Linked DNA regions of Mus musculus: region 2 is linked to region 1. The links are chromatin contacts, called in public Micro-C maps. All regions are on one chromosome and are shown on one strand. Each heading gives the region's core, a stretch centred on a gene start, on an enhancer-like site or on the middle of the called end of the contact. The rest is flanking DNA. Distances are from core to core; before and after follow the strand shown. Region 1 has its middle 20 kb from the start of Gm25480. Region 2 holds the start of Tlr4 (toll-like receptor 4).

The links. A called contact is a pair of places that touch in the nucleus more often than the background predicts.
Region 2: a contact with region 1 is called in a Micro-C map of the AtT-20 cell line, with 5 times the contacts expected there. The contact joins the promoter of Tlr4 here to the enhancer-like site in region 1. A contact is called at or near these places in 2 of 39 promoter capture datasets (both in embryonic stem cells), 1 of 484 Hi-C or Micro-C datasets (the AtT-20 cell line) and 1 of 115 datasets of contacts at active chromatin or transcription factors (bone marrow-derived macrophages).

Annotation. Positions count from the first base shown.
Region 1 is chr4:66,519,860-66,527,802 of GRCm38.p6, reverse strand. No RefSeq gene overlaps it. Among named protein-coding and RNA genes, the nearest start is that of Gm25480, 20 kb to the left of the region's middle. Within about 2 kb of position 4,147, at least 18 of the 459 cell types and tissues checked have an H3K27ac peak or open chromatin away from gene starts, as enhancers often do. A contact at or near this core is called in the AtT-20 cell line, where this site is marked.
Region 2 is chr4:66,824,878-66,832,820 of GRCm38.p6, reverse strand. It overlaps Tlr4 (toll-like receptor 4), which reads right to left and starts at 5,270. Exons shown (of 3, transcript NM_021297.3): 1 at 4,900-5,270. The coding sequence starts at 4,989.

The DNA.
Region 1 (7,943 bases), core at 2,898-5,397:
GGATGTAAGTGAAGCTTTCTGGTATATTCATTTTGTGATACACTGCAATTCTGTTCCTGCTATCTATTCGTGAGTGGGCTAAAACCCTTCAAACAACCTAAGGAGATTAGACAAATACACACTAGAGGTGTGCCAGAAGACTCCCCATAGCTTGATCCTGATAATAAAGAATTATCATTAACACCAGAATAATTCAGTGACTGGACCAAATATGGCTCTCACAGGCATGGTTTCCATTAAGGACCATAAAGTAGGGAGAAATGGGAGAGAAAATCTGTAGTGTATCCTCCTCTCACTAGCATAGGATGGACTAGGCAGGAAAGACAATTTCTGCCTTGAACAATAAGGAGATCTGCTCGAACTTGCTACTGAATTGGTATCAAGCTTAGACATTATCTGAAATAAAAATCATACCTGACATATGCAGTCCTAGAATGAGCACATTGAGTCTTTCCAGCCTGAGATAGCCTCCTCCTCTTTCTCCTCTTTCTCCTCCTCCTCCATTTCCTCCTCCTCTTCCTCCTCTCCATCCTTCTTCTTCTTCTTCTTCTTCTTCTTCTTCTTCTTCTTCTTCTTCTTCTTCTTCTTCTTCTTCTTCTTCTTCTTCTTCTTCCTCCTCCTCTTCCTCTTCCTCTTCCTCTTCCTCTTCTCCTTCTCCTTCTTCTTCTTCCTCCTCCTCCTCCTTATATAGTAAAAAGACTGACAGAGAAAGCCCCACTTCTTCTTTTTCTTTCTGGCAGGTAAGTGGTCTTCCTTGGGCCATGGCTTCAATATTTTAGTGCAAAAATAAAGTAGCCTCACCTGAAGGGCCAATATAGAAGAGTGTATTCAAGGGTAACCATTTTTCTTTTTAAATTTTATCTTATATTTGAAAGTATCTTGGCTGCATATATGTCTTTATCACAAGCATACTGTAACCACAAAGGACAAAAAAATAGCATTGAGTCCCCATGAAAATGGAGTTACAGAGAGTTGTGAGTTGCTATATATGTACTGGGAATTATATCCAGGTCCTCAGGAAGAGTACCCAGTGCTCTTAATCACTGAACTATCTCTCCAGCCCCATATTCAAGGGTCCTAGCTAGTAAAACCATTAAATATTAAAGAAATTTTGGTGGTAGTATAGCATACTAGCAATAGACAGCAATATCTTAGTCAACTGCTCACTGAGAAACAGTCTTAAGAATCAGAAATCCAAGTATTTGGTCATTCATTCACAGATTCATGTATGTATGTTTTTATTCATTTATGCATACAAGCATTTATCTATTCCTGGGTTAATTTGCATAGGGGCCTCCCAAGATCTATTTGAATGCATAAGTACAAGAATTCATTTATTCATCCATGCACAAAGTTATTTATTCATGCATCCATGAAACTTTGATTCACTCTTTCAATCATAGATTCTTAAAAGTACTCATTAATCTGTGCAGAAAATTGCCTTTTCAAACTTACCATACAAAAAAGCATTGGATTAATCTGTGTGTAGAATGAAGATTATTCCCTGACCTAGCAGACTGCACACAGGAAGGAAGGAAAGATAAAACATGACTTTCAAAATTCTAAATATTATACCAATACAAAACATGTGCTGCATGTAAAGTTGGGGAGAAATTCACAGGCAAAGAAGATTTATGTCCATTTGAAGCAGGTATGTGAAGCCATCACTCAAGAGAACATGGTCCTTAACTAGGATAAAGATAGATGTTGGGAACCAGGAGTGTGTTGGCTAATTTTATGTCAAAATGACACAGGTTAGAGTCAATTGGGAATAGGGAACCTCAGCTGAGAAAGTGCTGCCACCTGGCCTTTGGGCAAGCCTGTGCACCATTTTCTTGTCTGATGATTGATGTGTGAGGGCCCAACTTGCTATGGGATGTGCCACACTTGGACCAGCGATTCTGGGTACTACAGGAAAGCAAAGTGAGCAAGCCTTGAGAGCAAACCAATAAACAGGACCCTTCATGGCCTCTATATCAATTCTTGTCTCTAAATTTCTGCCCTTCCTGAGTTCTTTTCCTGACTTCCATCAGTGAGGCACTGTTACCTGGAGACATAGATGAAATAAACACTTAAGTTTTCTCCAAGTTGATTTTGCTGGGGGCATTTTATCACACTAATAAAAACCCTAACTAAGACAATGAATAAAGACATAGAGGAGAATATGTTGAGGAATAACTGAATTATTACATGATTGGAAAACGGAAAATAGTCAGGCACTTTAGGCTAAAAACAGTTTGGAAGGCAGATGGAAGCCGTTTCACAAAAGACCTAGGACACCAAATTACGATAATTCAAGCTGGTTGTGTAGACAAACAAGCTTCTGAAAGGCTTTGGAGAGAAACTGTGCTATCAAAAATGAGCTGAAGGCATCCCTTGAGGAAGTGCCTCAGCAGTTAAGAGCAATTGCAGCTGTGCAGAAGACCAATTTCAGGTTCCATCACCTACATGATAGTATCCAACCTTTTGTAAATTTAGTGCCAAGGGTTGAATGACATCTTCTGATCTCCACAGGCACCAGGTATGTATGTGGTGAACATGTGTAGATACAAGCAAAACACTCACATACATGTAATATAATATAACAATAATAGTGTGCTGACGGGATTCTATTTAAGTAGTCATAGGTAAGAAAATAAGGGTGAAATAATGTGAAGAGTGGGGGTGGGGCAGAGGAAGAAGAAGGGAGAAGGAAGAAGGCAGGGGAGTGGTGGGAAGGAGAGATTGAATTCAATAATGGTGAGAAAGAGAAAAGAGGAACCCGCTTCCTTGAGGTTTCTAATCGTATGTGTCCATGAATAAGATGCCATTTGGACTTAATGAGGATGCAACAAAGAGGGATTGGGCTGGAAGAAGAAATGAAGCTTGCTACTCTGTAATGTCCTTGAAAGCAGAGGTGAGTAACTTTGGGCTCAGCGTGAACTAGCCCAGGAGCCTCTTCTTTCTAACCACCCTTGAGCTGTACCCCTCAGCCTCAGTTTCTCTCAATTCTTTGGAGCAACCAGGCCTCTGGCAACCAAAGAGAGGGACAGGATGGTACAGTGGGGAGAGTTGAATTACCCCAACGTGACCTCTGTACATTGCCTGCTTCTAGCACCTCATTTTCTGATGCTTCTCAGCCTTGTCCGGAGCTAATGAACCTCAGAGAACAAAGCTGTCTTTTGTTTGTTTGTCATTTTGAGGTTTTTCCGGTTGATTACGATCTATGCCAGCAAGAGGATATAAAATCACCAGCAATTCTTAGCTGAGGATCACAGGGCATTTTTATCCCCTTCTGAGAGAATGCTGAAGTTAATGTAAAAAACGCTGTCCTAACCACTTTAGATGAGAGAAACTGTTAAAAGGATTTTTTTTTCTGTATTCATTTTTCTTCTCATGTGAACTGTTATTCCCCCTCCTTTTAGCATTTTCTGCTTTGTTTCACACCCCCTGTAAATCAGGTGCCTTTTTAAAAAGAGCAAAATTTGAATTCCTTCTTACAGACAAAAAACTACAAATGACTCTCACTCTCCATGAGCCCAAAGGAAACAAGAAGAAAAAAACAATCTGCTATGTGGCGCCACTTTGAGGTTTGCCCTCATCAAGCCATGGTGTCTCTTTCCCACAGACCATTTTTGATACCCACCCCCAATCTCTATTTTACACTTAATCTCAGTCTTTGAGACTTCTCACTCTTCTTGGAAAGAATTCTGCCTTAGCAGCTTCAGTCTTCTGGGGGAATATAATTATCTAAACTGGCATGGATCCAGAACTCAGCTCCCCCATGAAAATGATTCCTTATTAAAGATTAAGTGGTAACAAGTATGTCAACAGCACTCCCAGCTCTAGAATAATTCTGAGCAAATAAAAAATGGCAACGGTTCCTATTTTCTATCTGGAAACTCTCTCTGGGCCTCTTTGTACCCCAGGTGGCACAGAGTTCTCTAATTTGTTCAGGTGTTGGATCATGGGAGCCAGTAGACAGGTGATGGGGACAGCAGCTTTATCTACCGTGAGGATTCAGGGGATGCAAGCCAGGGAAGCAGCTGGTTTTGAGGCAGCCTGGTGGGGCTGGCTTTTCTAGGGATGCTGAGCCAGGCCACTAGTCCTGCTCAATCCAGGCCTCCTTCCTGTTTCCTGTAGCCTCTGACTTGGCTGACATGGCAACACTGCCCTCTTCTGGGACAGCACAGTCATCACACTTCACCTGAGTTCCCATATCCAAGGACAATGGCTGGCAGCATAACCGGGAGCAGAAAGGAAGTATGCGGTCAGTTCTTTCGTGGCTAGAATGTCAAGAGTCCCCATCTGTGATATCTGCCACAGCCCAAGCTTTTGGAATCGGACAGACAGCTCTGCCATGTATTTATTATGTGACCCTGGGCATGCTTTACCTTTCTAAAACTCAGAACAAAGAGAGAGTCACTATGGTGCATAGAAATCGAGGTTTTGCTTTTTAGCCGGGGTGATCATGCCTTCACCTTTTCTCAAGATTTCTAAGTTTATACTAGCTACATTAGTGTAATTATTAGCGATACCTTATTTGCTCTTAAATGACCCCCTTTTCTTTATTACAGTGCTAGTCTTCCCATGGTTATGTGTTTGTCCTACTACCCACTCTCCCTAGGTAGCTCAGGCTAGCCTAGAATTCTCTTTGAAGCCAAAGATGACCTTGGAATGTCTGAATCTCCCACCCCTACCTTCTGTGCCCTGGGATAACAGGCAACACACCTGCTTTGTGCTGGGCTGGAGTACCCACCCATGTTCTATGCATAATAGACACTCACACTACCAACTAAGGGATATCCCGAGCTCTTTTTTTTTTTTTTTCAAAAGAGCAGTATGAAGATGGATAGACAGCTCAGTGGTGACAACTGGCTGTGTTTCCAGAGGACACAGGTTCCATACCAAGCACCCACATGGTGACTCATAACTGTCTGTCACTCTTCTCACTGGAGATCTAAACCCTCTTCTGACCTCGGGAAGCACCAGGCACAGATGTGGTACATGGACATGCATATTCAGGCAACCCATCCATACATATAAAATAAAAATACAGGAAAAAAGTAAAAGCCATTCCTTTCCATTAGTCCACGGGGTTGCTAGCTTCCCTCCCTGCACTCAGCAAAGAAAGGATATGACACCATCAGGAAAAGTCTAAAAATGCTACAACAGGCACCAGAGCAACTGTAGAGGGAGCCTGAGCAAACTTCTCCTCAGCACAAGAGCCATGCTAACATTTGCTTGGCCCCCCTGCAGGACTGCAGCAAGGCTCACAAGCAAAGAGTGTGAAAAGGCAGTATGAGATAGAAGTGAAGAACTGGTCTCCTTGTAAATGAGTATCAACTACCCACAGTTGAAAACCTAAGGAAAAAAAAAGATAAAATTAAAACATATAAAAGCACAAGCTCTGTGAATATATGTATTGCCTCCATGTCTGAGAAATGTAGGGAATTAAGGAAATGTCTGCTCATGTGGTAGCTCAGATCATTGACAATGGCTAAATTTTGTTACATTGACATCCCTGAGGGGAAGCTGGCACCAATGCCAGGGTAGCAGCTGATCTGCATGTCTATTTACATAAATTTGCATTGGCCTGGTGTTGAAATATAAATGCTGATATTAAAGAAAGTCATTTTCTTCCAGATTAAGGCATCTCAATATAGTACAGCCGCAAAGATGCACACTGGTCTTTGACCTTGTATTTGCATGACCTTGAATGAGTGATGATCTCATTGTATTGTTTCCTTATCCAGAAATGGAACCAATAATAGCACTCGCCAAAGAAGGTTGGTGCAAGGATTAAACGAGCTAATGTGAGTGAGGGATTTAGAGCATGGCCTGGCTTATTAAGCTCTCAGATGCTAGTGACTATTATTATCTCAGAACTTGCCCATTGCCCGTCACCATCAACCCCAGTTACACAGCCTCTACTTTTTTTCCTTCTGAAAATCATGAAAGTTGGGTGTTTAGAGCTAGGAGGGATCTCAGAACATCTAATCTGTCACTTTCAAACTTATTTTATTTCTTTTAAAATAACCATGGAACACTTTTGGAAAATGAAAGCTTACATGGAAACCCAGCATGAAGAACGGTGGAGTATTGTGGTTAAGGAAATGGGCTCAGCAGACAGACAGGCCTGATTTCCAGCCCTGACAAAACTGCTTATTAGCCTTCTGACTCGGGGCAAATGATTTACCTTGGCTTTAAGCCTCTGTTTCATAAAGTGTAAAATGGCAATAGTTGCTGTAAATATTTCATAAGGTTGCTGTAGAGCTCAATAACTTCACACTTATTGAGTGTTTAGTGCAATTCCTGGCACATTATAAGGACCCAATAATTACACTAACTCTTGAGATTTTAATCAGTGAAGTATATACAAGCAGAAGCACTCTGGTGTAAGTAGGCAAGAAAGTTACAAGTTCACAGGGGCTCCAGGGCCTGCTATGATGAGTCTGCTAAACCTAGCTTAAAAGCTTCTGGTAGAAGACAACATTTGGAAACCAAGATTCAAGATGTTCTTGTCCCTACTCACATATTACATAATTAGTACTTTCTTCTGCCCATTGCCAGGGATCTAATTATCTTTGGTATTTGCTGTTTATGGTGACTTTCCTTTCCTGTGTAGCCAACCTCTTTGAGTTCAACGTCTTTTCCAGGGCAGACTAAGCTGAACAAGACAGGATGGCATCTCCTGAAATTGGTTCCCAATGGGGTGAAAGTGTCCTGAACTTGTCCTTCTAATATCGCCTGCTGTCTTCCTGTGCTTTCCATAGCTCATAGCCAGAGGGAGGATGAGTCACTTTGTTAAAAATAAAAACACTACCATTTTCTTTCTTTGTTCATGATCACAGCAGGCTGGCACTGACACAAATCCCAAGCAGTCAGGGACAGCCAGGGGACAGCCCACTAAGCTGGCCCATCAAAGTGTCGCTATCACCTTTGTTCAGCTAAAACAAAGGGAGCCATGCTTACTGTGGATGGGATCTAGGAACACAAGCATCTGAGTTGCATTAGCACAGTCATCAAAGTAGCCAAGTTTAAGAAGAACAAAAATTGTGATAAGCCCCAAGTCTCTTGGAAGCTATAGGAGTTGATTTATAGCCCATCAGATGATGGCCTCCAATTCATGTAGCCAAGACCAGCAAATGCAGAATAATTTGTGAATGCTCACAGTCATCTATAGGATGGAACACAGGGCCCCCAATGGAGGAGCTAGAGAAAGTACCCAAGGATCTGAAGGGGTCTGCAACCCTGTAGGTGGAACAACAATATGAACTAACCAGTACCCCCAGAGCTCATGTCTCTAGCTGCATATGTAGCAGAAGATGGACTAGTTGGCCATCATTGAGAAGAGAAGCCCCTTGGTCTTGCAAACTTTATATGCCCCAATACAGGGGAATGCCAGGGCCAAGAAGTGGGAGTGTGTGGGTAGGGGAGCAGGATGGGGGGAGGGTATAGTGAAATGTAAATAAAGAAAATACCTAATAAAAAGAGAGAGAGAGAGAGAGAGAGAGAGAGAGAGAGAGAGAGAGAGAGAGAGAAAGCAAGACATAAATCCAAAGCTCTTCTCTATCATAATTCCAATTACTAGAGCCACTACTGTCTGTATCACATTGGATTATTATTTCTGCAATCATGCTAAATGTTTTCTATTAATTTTCTCATTCAATCATCACCATGATTCTATGTAGTAGGCATTGTTCTTTTCTACATTTTGGAAATGAAAAACGTGAGATCTAGAGAAAAGTTATTAGCCTATGCTCCTATAGAAGGTATGTGGTGAAGTTACATGAAATAAGTTCATTTGAATACAGAGCCCAGAGTCTCAAGCACTAAATCATCAACCAATGTTTGGGACACACCAAGAGTGTGTTTATTCCATGATGTGTGTGGTAACGGAGCAGAACCATGGCTTTGATGCTAAATCTTCAGATCATGATGCATGATAATAAATAAGCAGT
Region 2 (7,943 bases), core at 4,021-6,520, 300 kb before region 1:
AGTGTGGGACAAAGTTTTGCTTGTGTGCTGGTTTGACTTTATAATATCTTCTGTGAACCTCGCTAGTTGTATGTAAAAGCCATGTTAATGTATGCTTGTATATACTTTTATGTAAAATTATTGTTGTTCTAATTCATCATTTTCATTATATACAGCTACATGGAGAGTACCAATAAAAATATACAGACATTTCCTAGATTCTGCCTTATTTTTTGACAATTATTTTTGTTCTTAGATTCATTGACTTTCTCAGTTTGGTCCTGGGATCAGAGGCTGTCTTATAGTGCATGGATTCCAGTGGTAGAAAATTGTACTCAGGGTTGAGTGTTTTCTCTATCATAATCTCCACTAGTTTTATCTGTTTTCTCACATTTATTGTGAACCCTATACCATAACATTTCATGTAATATCATAATTATATGATTTCATCTGGCAAAATGCTTTGCTTAACCCAGTGAGTTTTGTTTTCTCTTATTTAAAAGCAATAGAATTCTCAAAGGGCTAAATGAGATCAGAGCTTATCTCAAAGCTTGCATTAATTAAAGTGATAAATATTAATGTTAATTATCATTGGTTACTATTCATTCCTTGCTACATATTAGCATTTACTTACAACTTATGTATTTTATACTAATCTTCAAAAAATCCTCTAAAGACAAAGAAAATAAAAGAGGTGGGGTAATACACATATAGTCAGAAGATTCATACATAAACAGGCTTCTTCACACACATCTCCCTAAATGGTACTCATCATCGGATCCTTGAAGGCAATGTATCTAAGAGAGTAAGGCATCAGACAGAAATTCTTCTCTCACCCTCTTTTGTTTCCTTTACAGATTTTGATGACAAGGTAAATCTCTTGCCTATATAGTTATTTTCCAGATGCTTTTCATTTATCAATTGAACCATGAGCATTGATGCTCTGATGATTTTTGTTTGCTATTTATCTTCAAGGCTCAGAAAGGTACATGGTGACCTCTCAATGCTCAATAGACATTTGTTGGATGAATGAATGATAAATATTGTGTAATTGGTGGGACACCAGCCCGTATAAGTTAAATAGTAGGCTTTTTCTGCTAAAGGCCATGGGTGGTACAAGAATACATGTTACATGATTTCTGATGGCACTGCACTCATAGAACCAGCTAACAGAGAAGAACATGAATAAGAACTACGAAAGTTGCAAAGACACAGATTCTAGATTCAGAAGGAAAGCTGATCAAGGAAATGTGTGGTAAAGGAAAAAATATGTATGTCAAAAGGAGAAAAGAACATAAGCAAATAATAACAAGTGGGAACAAATGTAGACAAACTGGCAGAGCCTTCTGTCATGGAGAAGCCACAGGCAGAACACGAGGACATCAGATGGTGTTCAGAAGTCATTCTTTCACTGGTTTCACACATACTACACATACAACTGAAGACCTATCATGATCTAGGCCAGTGGTTCTTAACCTGTGGACTTTGACCCATTTAAGGGTCAAACAATCCATTTACAGGATCACATATCACATATCCTGCATAGGGGATAGTTACATTATCGTTCAACACCATAACAAAATTATAGTTAAGAAGTAGCAACAAAAGGAATTTTATGGGTGAAGGTCACCACAACCTGAGGAACTGTACTAAAGGGTCTTAGCGTTAACCACTGAGAGGCATTGGTGACATGCTAACAAACCCAGCAGTAATACTCCCTTCTTGTTTATTCTACACAAAGGGGAGAATAAATGGTGGAAAAATAAAAGACAAACATACAAAATGATATGATCAATGAAAGAGCATATGGAGAGGGTAAAGGGGAAAATGTACATGAGGCAATCAAGAAAAATCAACCTGAGGAGACATTCACAGAGAAATCTACATAAAATGAAAAAGATAATCCTGAAATCAAAGCTCCACATTAGAGTACTGCAGCTATAAGCCACACATAGCTATGAAATATGAAACACGCATAGGAGAAATCAAAATGTCCAGTAAAACAAAAATGTTGCTGAATGTCTAATTTCCTGTATCAAAAATTGAACATAAGGTATCTTCGTAATTGCTTAACTATGTGGTAGGATTTCCCCCTAATAAACATTACAGGAAACCAATCACTAGATGAGTAGGTGGGACTTCCGAGTCGGGAAGAGGAAGAGGAAGAGGGAGGCAGGAGTAAGGAAGGTCTCTTTGTGGATGGCTGAGAGCATTAGAGGCACATTGCAGATAGTCGGAGGCTGTCAATTCAAGTGGTGGATCCTCCAAGATCTGCCACCTGAGGATTTTGTTTGTTTGTTTTTTGGTTATTTTACTCATTTACATTTCAAATGTTATCCCCCTTCCCAGTTTTCCCTCCACAAGCCCCCTACCCCCTCGCCGTCCCCCACCCCCCTACCTCTATGAGGGTGCTCCCTCACCCTCACACCCACTCCTGCCTTAACAGCCTAGTGTTCCCCTATCCTGGGTCCTCAAGTCTCCACAAGAACAAGAGGCTCCTGAGTCGGAGGATTTTTAACATAGATTAGTTTACAAAAACAGTACAGGGGAATGGCAGAGCCAGGAAGCAGGAGTGGGTAGGTTGGGGAGCAGGGCAGAGGGGAGGGTATAGGGGGCTGTGAGGATAGCATTTGAAATGTAAATTAAGAAAATATCTAATAAAAAAAAATTAGGATGCTAGGTTCTGCACCCAACATTGTGTTACCTGTTGATTGTAGACCAAGTGTGTGTTGTGTTTTCCTTCACATGGCAACTCAACTGGGCTCCAGAGAAAAGTATGGTGGTAGAGTGTGGTGTGCAAGAGTACACCCCAGCCAAAATGAACTAACCAGTACCCCCAGAGCTCGTATCTCTAGCTGCATATGTAGCAGAAGATGGCCTAATCAGCCATCACTGGGAAGAGAGGCCCAAACTTTTTATGCTCCAGTACAGGGAAACGCCAGGGCCAAGAAGTGGGACTGGGTGGATAGGGGAGCAGGGTGGGGGGAGGGTATAGGGAACTTTCAGGGTGGCATTTGAAATGTATATAAAGAAAATATCTAATAAAAAAAAAGTACACCCCAGCCAGCTGCAGGAATTTGGAAATGTGGGGCGTGCTTGGCATCAGCCAGCCATGGTAACTTATGGAGCCTGGTGAAAAGAGCAATTTCAGAGCTCTGGAGACACAGAGCAGGCATGGGTGAGACAGACCCTGGCTAAAGGAAAGAACATGTTCTCCTCGGCCTGTCCATAGGGCTGGAGACAGACCTGAGGCTAGTGCTTAGCCAGTGTTAGTGTGGGATGCTTTTATTATATTTCACGCATCATAACTATATTTAATTGCATAAAAATCATTGAAACTAATTTGATGCATTTATTCTTAATTTTTCAATTTGATCAACAGTGAAGTTTTAAACTATATACAGGGATTCCATAATTTTAGCATGGTGAGCCTTGACCTAGGTGAGGGATGATGGTGTGTGTAGTTAGCTTAGGCAGTGCTAAGGCCCTGTAGGATGAAGCAACCATCATGGTTCCAAAGAGTTATTAAGAGTATAAAGGAGTAGTTTGATAAATCTAAGCCCCTGGACCAATAACAACAAATAAAGAAGAAACTGTGTGTGGGTATAGAAAGGAATATGAACTAGGAAACCAGTCAGGAATCACTCCTGAAGACAAGGCCAAGGGCCCTGAGACCTGGCTTACAGAAGGAACAAGCAAGCTTTGAGAGTTGACAAAGCACACCAGACACCAAGAGCAACGGGATTTTATCTCAGTGTAGCACTGATTGGAAATTCCATCTCTGCCAACATAACTGAGGAATCAGAAAGCAAGATACTGTGATTATAACTTTTTAAAATTAACAGTATTTTTCCCCATGTGAATGTCATGTATCTTAACTCATTGAACCAGTTTTGAGCTTCTGAGCCTACCTCACCCCGAATTCCTTCCTTGTTTGCTCAGTTCTATTGTGAGCTTCTAAGATAATTGCGTGGTCTGTGCAGGAGGAAAACAAGAATGAGTCATGGGTCAGATTACTCACGACTCAGTATTCGACCAAAACGGGAGTTACTGCCTTAGCAGTAACTAATTGATGTTTTAAGTTGCTCTGTCCCTCTCCTTCCCTCACCCCTCCCATTTCTTTATCTCCTAGAATTAGTTGCAGAATACTAAAATCACTTAGAAAAGTCTTTGTGTTTTTGTGTGTTTTGTTGTTTTATTTTTTAATAGAAATTCTTTCATTTAAGACAATTGTTCCCTTTATTCATTTGTGTGTGTGCTCATGCATATACACACCTGCCAAGGCAGACACTTGCAAGTGAGAAGACATCTTAAAGGAGGAGATTCCCTGCCTCTAACTTGTGAGGCTTGAGGCTTGAACTCAGATTTTCATCAGGCTTGGCAGCCACTGACCTTACCTGCTGAGCTACCACTCAAAGCATCTCAAAGATGCTTCGAAAGCAGCAGAAAAGACACAGCTACCTTCACTTGATTTGGAAAGGGAAGGAATGACCGCTAAAAGCTGAGTGGCCAGAGTTCCCACAGAAAGCCCTGAAATTACAGCCTACTTACATTTTTCAGTGATTACAGTCATGCTTTCGTCCCGTGAATACTGGCCTCAGAGACGTTCAGTAAGTTCTTTAACGACTCTCAGGTATGTCACAGAACAATGACTATAAACTAGTTTTACTAATTTCAAGTCCCTAAATCATGACTCAGACGCCTTAAATGAAACAAGACACCCCTGGCTGCCTGTTCCTGCCCTGTGTTAACACTGAGGCTTTTTGTTGCCAAGGCTTCTCAAGTTTTTGGTTAGTTTAACTCCTTCGTGCAAAATAAACTAAGCAGAGCACACACAGGGAGCTCTGAGCTGTGGATAGTTTTGAGAAACAAGGCAGGCTAGCAGGAAAGGGTGTGATCACATGCGATCAAGACACATACCTCTATGCAGGGATTCAAGCTTCCTGGTGTCAGGCAGGAGAAGAACAGTGCCATGATCAGAGTCCTAGCCAGGAGCCAGGGAGGCATCATCCTGGCATTTTCTGCAACCAGTGGAGGCCATGAGAGAACATGACGATCTGTAACTGGTGGCAGCGCAGAGTCCCTGGGACACCTGCCTCTTCCCTCCCAGTGGGTGCCCCTCTGCAAGTACTATATTCAAAGAGGAAGTGAGAGTGCCAACCTTAGCATTCTCACTTTTGGTTTTGTTCTAGAATCGATCTGCCCCGTCGCAGGAGGGAAGTTAGAAGACTGAAGACTAGAACAGGAAGAAGGCGTTTGCTGACCGACTGGAGGAACAGCAAGAGGAAGCTGGCTTTCATCCCAGGAAGTCATCTGACCTCTGGGCTTGGTGAAGGCAGGGAACTGGCGTGGAGCAACATCCTCATTCCTTCTTTATTTTCAACAGAGGATGCTTACTGCTTCAGTTAGACTCCCAAGTCTCCCAGAGCACAGTATTAGGGACTGGATGTTTCAGACTAGAGGAACATATTTTCTCACAATGCTAGAGATTAAAACCCAGGATGAAGATATCATCAGTTGCCGTGTCTTGTGTCATGATGCTTTCTTTTACCTATGTGTGTACGTGTTCATTCGTTCACGGGGGGGATGTATATTTCGTGTGTGTGTGTGTGTGTGTGTGTGTGTGTGTGTGTGTGTGTGTGTGTGTGTGTGTGTGTAAAAGCCAGAGTTCACTATTGAGTGCCTTCTGCAGTTCTCAGTTCTCAATCTTCTTTTATTATTAATTACTATTTATTATTGGAAACAGGATCATAGTGTTTATTATTAAAAGGAGAACGTTCAGGAAAGATAGGAGCAGGCTCGTGAGCTGTGGGAGAAACTCAAGAGGCTCCACCATTGTTTTGGAGCCGAGGTCTCTAACTGAACCTGGTACTGATTCCTTGGCTATACTGACTGATCAGTTAAGTTTTGAGATCTCCCACCTGTAGCTAGCCTTTTCCCAGTGCTGGAATTATAGATATCAGCATTCGGGTTTTTGTTGTTTGTGATGTTGTTTTTTTACGATGTTTGCTTTTTATTTGTTTATTTATTTCATTTTTTTAAATGCTGTTACTGAGGATCTGCAGGTCTTCATGAATTTGAAACATTTTATCAACTGAGATATCTCCCTGGCCCCTGACCTCTTTTTTTAAAATAATCAGTTATATTGTATTAAGGCAGACCCATAAGACATTAGTTTACTTTAATTATCTCATTAAATTCAAGTCATAGGACATGGCACTGGGAGATGAATTTTTAAATTGCAGTCACAGAAACAGGCACAGCCTATGAATTTTAGGGAACAGTACATAATTCTACATGTGACACTGCTAGTGAAGAAGTAGTGAAGGGAATCAGAAGTTGCTGAAGTAAAGGTCAGGTCAGATGACTAAACACCAGATCACCTTGTCCAAATGATTTTATTTCCTGAGCCTCATTTTCAGCCCTGTAAACCTGAGAACAGTTTTTACCTCCCTCCTTCTTTACATATTTACATTATTTGACATATCTAAATACTAATATTTAGAATACATACACTTAGAAGGCTATGTGATTCTGCTTGGATCATCTGTGGACTGCTGGCATGTGGTAGCTTCCCAGGGAAGCTTCTGATAAGAAGATGAAAATACCAGCAACCTCCAACCTCCACTGAGACTTCAGGAGAACTGACCTGCATTATGAAACTTCTATCCCCAAATCCCCCTTTTCACCATATAAAACCCAAGCCCCCTGCAAAATTATGTACAGTCTCCACTTCCATGGAGAGACTGGGTCCCTTCATTGTTCTGATTCAAAGATCCATCTGCCTCTGAAGAGAAAAAAAAAAAAAAAGATGCATGACAGCAGTCAAGCTATACAAGCCAGTTCTCCATTTGCTACTATGAGAATGAAGGTATAGAGTTGGGAAGATAGCTCATCAATTAAGAGTCATTTCTGCTCTTCTGAAAGAAAGGGGTTTGCTTCCCAGCACCCATATGCTATCCCACAACCATCTGTAACTCTAATTCCAGGGAATCTATTTCTCTCCTCTGACTCGCATGGACACTGCATGTGATAGTCATACAAATATGTAGGTAAACACTCATACATGAATGAAAATAAAAAGAAAAATCTTTAAATAAATAGAAGATTATCTATCTTGTGTGGTTGAATTAAATTAATCATAGCACAGATCCTCATTATATCCCATAAAAGACAACTATGGCAATTATAAAAATAAAATGTGGGCAATATAAGGATAATCATACTTCCTCAAAGAGTAGTTGTAAAGCTGTTAGAGCCATGCCTGAGGAAAAGCAAGTTCATATAAGTTTCTGATGAATAGAAGGATAAACATCACTAGTCCAGTCGATACCCCCAAGGTGTGTCATAAGAACCTCAAATGTATTTTAGCTACAACAAAGCTGCAAAAGTCTAGATCACCATCAATCAGGTTAGAATTCTCTCAGCTACTCCTTTCCAGGGGCTCTGTGGAGCTTCTTGGCCACAAGTCTACATACAAGTTCAGTAAGAGACCCTCTTCCTAGGGAATAAAGTACAAAGTCACAGTAAGACACCGAAATCCTCCTATCCTTCACATGCAGATACATAAATCTAAGTACATACATGGGGATATGACAGACACAAACAAGCAATCAATGAATTAAAGGACAAAATCAAAATCTAGCTTTTTAAAGTTAATCCCTTCCTCATCCATTTATCTCACTACACATTTAGAAATTGTGCCAAATTCTAGAAACTTCAAATGTAAAATAATTCTAAAATGAAATTCCTCACTGACTATGTCTCTTGGCCTAGGCTAGAGAAAAACATTGTAAAATAGACTTAAAGAATCTAGACTGTCATCTTCTGAAATCTTAACTTTCCTAACCCCCCTCATCCTCCAATCAATGTCTGTAATGCATACCAAGTAGAGTATGTCTTTGCTGCAATAGTAATAGTGCTTAGATCGCCAGCCTTCCCTGAGAAGGACCAGATATAGCTGT